Regions from separate parts of the Callithrix jacchus genome. Here region 1 is linked to region 2. A link is a contact called in public Hi-C data. All regions are on one chromosome and are shown on one strand. Each heading gives the region's core, a stretch centred on a gene start, on an enhancer-like site or on the middle of the called end of the contact. The rest is flanking DNA. Distances are from core to core; before and after follow the strand shown. Region 1 has its middle 22 kb from the start of NAIF1. Region 2 overlaps EEIG1 (estrogen-induced osteoclastogenesis regulator 1).

Region 1 (2,700 bases), core at 166-2,665, 81 kb before region 2:
ATACAAAAAATTAGCCAGTCATGGTGGCACGCGCCTGTAGTCCCAGCTACTCGGGAGTCTGAGGCAGGAGAATCGCTTGAACCCAGGAAGTGGAGGTTGCAGTGAGCCGAGATCGCACCATTGTACTCTAGCCTGGGCGACAGAGCGAGACTCTATCTCAAAAAAAAATTTTTTTTCTTTGTATTTGGTTGGTTATTTACTATTGGGTTAAAAAAAAAAGAATTCTTTTTATATCTGTTTACAAGTTCTCTGTCAGATATATTTTTTACAAATATTTTCTTCCAGTTTGTGCTTGCCTTTCTTTTTTTTTTCAATATTATTATTATTTTTGAGACAGCGTCTCACTCTGTGGCCAAGGCTGGAGTGAAGTGGCGTGATTGTGGCTCACTGCCACCTCTGCCTCCAAGGTTCAAGCAATTCTTCTGCCTCAGACTCCGGAGTAGCTGGGATTACAAGTGTCCACCACCATGCCTGGCTAATTTTTTCATTTTTAGTAGGGATGGGGTTTCACCATGTTGGTCAGCCTGGTCTCGAACTCCTGACCTCAGGTGATTGGCCTGCCTCAGCCTCCCAAAGTGCTGGGATTACGGGCATGAGCCACCTTGCCCTGCTGCCTTTCCATTTTTCTAGCAAGCTCCACAGACAGTGGAGTCTGAGAATCTCTCTTCAATGACAGTGCAAATTATAACAGCGAGAGGTGTGGCCTATTGGACTAGTAAAGACAAAAAAGAGGGCCCAGATAGCAGGTAGGGGAAGCATTCCTCAGACTGTTAGAAGGGGTGCAAATTGGTGCAAAACCCCAGGAGAACAATTTGCTGATGATGTCTCAAAAAATCTTGAGATGCAAAGTTCTTTTGACTCAGTATGTTCAGTTCAGTTCCAGAAATTTTTCCAGAAAAAATAAACAAGAACAGTAGGTTGTCCAGGATCTTCAGTCCTGGGGGTTTTGCTGAAGGGAGGGACTGCAGACACGCTTGGCTGGCTGGCCGTCCTTGGGTTCTTGTCCCCAGGTGACTCAGAGCCCTTATGTGGTCAAGCATGGGTGGAAGGCTTAGAGAGCCTGTGAGGTCAGTGGAGCTGGAATTCAATCCGTCCCCAGCAGAGTGGGTGGAGGAAGGTGTGTACAGGTCTCACTCTATTGCATCCAGAGTCCAGATCCACTGTGGCCCTGACCTGGCCATGGGAGGGCTCTGGGCTTCAGGTTCTAACCAGCTACCACCAGTGCAAACTGGGAACTGGGGACAGGGCTGACACAGCTTCCTGGACCCTAAGAAGGGACAACCCTTTGCTCTTCAAGCAGCAATAATTTTCCTGGAACTCAGGGAGCTGGGGCTTTGGCCAAGGTCTGTCGAGGTCTACTGAGGACTGATGTGAGAGGGCATCTGGGAGCCTGGAGACCTGGGTTCTACGTTACATCCTGCCCTGCTGTGCCACTTAGGGCAAGCCCTTCCCCTTCCTCGGGACCAGTTTCCCTAGCTGGGCAGTGAAGGAGATAGATCAGAGACTCAGTTCCCTCTGGCCCCTCCAGTGGGCACAATCCAGTGGGAATTGAAAGCACAGGTGTCAGAAATAGCCAGACCTGAGGCCTACTTCTAGTTCCATCACTTTCTTTCTTTCTTTTTTCTTGAGATAGAGTTTCAGTCTTGTTGCCCAGTCTGGAGTGCAATGGCGTGATCTTGGCTCACTGCAACCTCTGCCTCCTGGTTCAAGTGATTCTCGTGCCTCAGCCTCCCTAATAGCTGGGATTACCCAGGCCTGGGCAATTTTTGTATTTTTAGTAGAGACGGGGTTTCACCATGTTGGTCAAGCTGGTCTCAATCTCCTGACCTCAGGTGATCCACCTGCCTCGGCCTCTCAAAGTGCTGGGATTATAGGCATGAGCCATTGTGCACGGCCAGCTCCATCATTTTCTGTGACTCAGTTTCTTTCTCGGTTTAAAGCCCTTGGCCGGGCGCGGTGGCTCATGCCTATAATCCCAGCACTTTGGGAGGCCGAGGTGGGTGGATCATGAGGTCAAGAGATCGAGACCATCCTGGTCAACATGGTGAAACCCCGTCTCTACTAAAAATACAAAACTAGCGGGGTGTGCTGGCGCGTGCCTGTAGTCCCAGCTACTCAGGAGGCTGAGGCAGGAGAATTGCTTGAACCCAGGAGTCTGAGGTTGCAGTGAGCTGAGATCGCGCCATTGCACTCCAGCCTGGGTAACGAGAGTGAAACTCCGGCTACATACATACATACATACATACATACATACATACATACATACATACATAAAGCCCTGCCGTGGCTCCTCGTTGCACTTTGGGAGAAGGCTGAGTGTGATCTCTCTTCCTTCCTACCTCTCTGGTTTCAGTTCCTGCCGTGCTGCCCTCATCCATCGGACGCCAGCCACACCGCCTTCCAGTGCAGGGGGCCCCTAACTCTTCCTCCAACCCCAGGGCCATTGTAAATGCTCTTGCCTCTACCTTGCCTGTTTCTCTGACTCTCCCTGGAGAGTTCTTATTCATTCATCACAACTCAGATGCAACTTCCTCCAGGCAGCCCTATGTGACTCCAGACACAGTCACTCCTATGGCTGACCCCTTTCATAGCACAACTGCGATCATTAAACAATTTTTTTTTTGAGACAGAGTCTCGCTCTGTTGTGCCCAGGCTGGAGTGCAGTGGCGCGATCTCAGCTCACTGCAACCTCCTCCTCCC
Region 2 (2,700 bases), core at 120-2,619:
AGCCTGACCAACATGGTGAAACCCCATCTCTACTAAAAATACCAAAATTCTTCGGGCATGGTGGTGGGCTCTTGTAATCCCAGCTATTCGGGAGGCTGAGGAAGGAGAATCACGTGAACCAGGGCAGCGGAGGTTGCAGTGAGCCAAGACTGTGCTATTGCACTCCAGCCTGGGCAACAGGAGTGAAACTCCATCTCAAAAAATAAATAAATAAAATAAAATCGTTTTTTAGTGGATTCCTTAAGGATTTTCTGTGTACAAGATCAAGTCATCTGTTAATATAGTTTTAGTTCTTCCTTTCCACTACTATGTATTTTTCTTGTTTATTTGGTTGTCGTCTTTCTCCTCCCACCAGAATGTAAGCTAGTCACTGCTGTGGTCCCAGTGCCTAGAACAGGGCCTGGCACACGCTGGTGCTCAGTCGTTTGAATAAGTGGAGCCAGCATGACTGGGCTCAGGCGATGCCCCCAGCCCAGGGCCCCCACTCCTATGGCACCTGCTTACGGAGATTAGATCTGTCCCTTCCTCCCCTGTCTTCATCCCTGACCTTTTCTGCTTGTCCCCAGTCTTGGTTGCAGAGGATTGTTGGAGCTCACCCTCCTAACAAGCTCTGTGCATTCTGGTGACTGAGTTCTCTTGGTCCCTGGTGTCATCACAGAGCCTTCAGCGGGTCAGGCACTTTGCAGGATTCATTTTACTAAGCTCTCCCACAACAGTGGCCATGACAGGGGTGATGTGCCCCAGCGAGTGTGCGACTGTGGCCCAGGTCTGGCTGCCCTGTTGCCCCTTGTCACAGCCTTGGCAGGAGCACAGAGTAAGCCTTAGTCACATCCTTAAATCCTTGTGGAGCCTGGAGGGGCCTCCTCTAGAAAGTGAGGCTTAGGGGCTTTCATTGGGCTGAGGAAACAGGACTCCCTTCTCATTCATGCTGTTCCCTCTTCCTGGAACTTCTCCTCCACCTGGCTACTCCCCAAGCTCATTCTGTCCTGAGCTTGAATGTCACCTTTCCTGACTCACCCCTTCCCTGCCCTCTCCTGGTGACACTGAGTCATCACTGAGTGAATGCAGTCTGCGGTGGCTCATACCAGCACCTGCTTGGCACTCAGAGACCTGGGTGGTGCCTCAGGAACAGAGCAGGGTACTGCAGGCCCCACAATTCCACGGGTTCTCCTTGCCACGCTTTCCCGTGCTCCATGGCCCCTGAGCTGATGTGGCGACTAAGAGCTCTGACTCTGAAGTCAGATAGTCCTGGGTTTAAATCCTGCTCTGCCAGTCCCTGGGGATGTGAACACGCGTGGCAGGTAGAATGGCTTTCTCTTGGAGCTTCAGTGCTCTCAGCTGTAGAATGGGTGGCGTAGAGCCCACCTTACAAGCCTGCCATGCAAAGCAAACCTGCCAATGCTCAGGAGAGGCTTGGCTGGCCTCGATCTGGCAGTTAACCCACTCTCCTCAGCTCACTTCCTTACTGTCCCCTAGGTGGTTAGGTGGGATGAGCTGGAGATAACATCTCTCACACTGTCTCCTCCCTTCCTGGCCACCCCTTCCTGATCATGGGCTCTGCCAGGCAGGCTGTGTGGGGATGGGGAGCTGCTCGGGGATGCAGAGCTCGGCTCCGCCATGTGCTGCTGCCACCCCCAGATCCTGCCAAGGCCCCCGCAGCAGTTGGGAGGGGCTTGGATGAGCCCTGCCACTGGCTCCCACTCACTCCCAGAGCACAAAACACCTCTCCAGTAAAGTGGTGCTCAATTTTTCAGCGCAGTCATGCTCTCCAACTCAGGAGGCACCGGAAGGCTGGAAGCCCAGAGCCTTCTGCTTAGTGTTGGTGAAGCTGAGGCCCCCAGGTCGCTGTCTCTATACCCGGAGTCCAGCTGCTTGGGTTAATCCCCGTTCTGCTCTTACCTGTGGTGGGCCTCAGGCAAGGGTCTTAGCCTTGGGACTCTCAGTTTCTTCAGGTGCGGATGTGGCTGCTGCAGACAGAGGTTGGAAGGGTTTGGCATGAGCACCTTTCTCTGGCACTTGGAGCAAGCTCCAGGGCCTGCTGGCTCTTATGAAGTTCCTTGAACAGTGCCTGGCACATGGGAAGTGCTGTGTGGGCATCGGCTCTTGTTCATATTGCCATCGTTGTTATTAGTGGTGAAGTAGGCTTCAGGTTTAGCTCTACTATCTATTGGCTGGGAGGTGCAGGGCAGCTTGCCTAGCCTCAGTCTCTTCATCTGTGAAATGGGCTGAGTAGTCCAGCCTAAGACTGTTGTGAGAATCACGAGGCAGTTGGCAGAGCCTGGCTTTGGAGGAGGTAATGGCAGTGGAGAGAACTGCCCAAGGTCTCAGAGCAAGGTGGCGGGGGGCAGCGCTGGTAACAGAGGGAGGCTCTGCAGGTTGCCAGGCTTCCAGGGGAGGGACAACTGCTCCAGCTCCCCTCACCCCTGCCTTATGTTTATCTCATTTTTATTATGTTTTTGCTAGCATTTATAATTTTTTTTAACGACAGTTACACAAGTACGTTCTTGTGAAAACACAGCTACTTTGTGACACAGAGTGAAAGTGAAGCTCCCCACTGCCTCACTCCCGATGGACAGGGCTCTTTCCCTGTCCCTGGTATCATATGGGGTCCCCTGGTGCGGATGTGCATGCCTATGCTCACCTGTTGCCTCTGGCCCGCAGGGAGGAGGTGCAGGAGAACTGCGTGCGGTGGCGAAAGAG

Evidence for each region. A called contact is a pair of places that touch in the nucleus more often than the background predicts.
Region 1: a Hi-C map of induced pluripotent stem cells shows a contact between it and region 2, with 3 times the contacts expected there. The contact joins two enhancer-like sites. A contact is called at or near these places in 3 of 3 Hi-C or Micro-C datasets (induced pluripotent stem cells and skeletal muscle).

Annotation. Positions count from the first base shown.
Region 1 is chr1:176,661,581-176,664,280 of calJac240_pri, reverse strand. No RefSeq gene overlaps it. Among named protein-coding and RNA genes, the nearest start is that of NAIF1, 22 kb to the left of the region's middle. Within about 2 kb of position 1,415, at least 3 of the 16 cell types and tissues checked have an H3K27ac peak or open chromatin away from gene starts, as enhancers often do.
Region 2 is chr1:176,580,425-176,583,124 of calJac240_pri, reverse strand. It overlaps EEIG1 (estrogen-induced osteoclastogenesis regulator 1), which reads left to right. Exons shown (of 11, transcript XM_003732054.5): 2 at 2,662-2,700. Among named protein-coding and RNA genes, the nearest start is that of DPM2, 16 kb to the right of the region's middle. Within about 2 kb of position 1,369, at least 9 of the 16 cell types and tissues checked have an H3K27ac peak or open chromatin away from gene starts, as enhancers often do.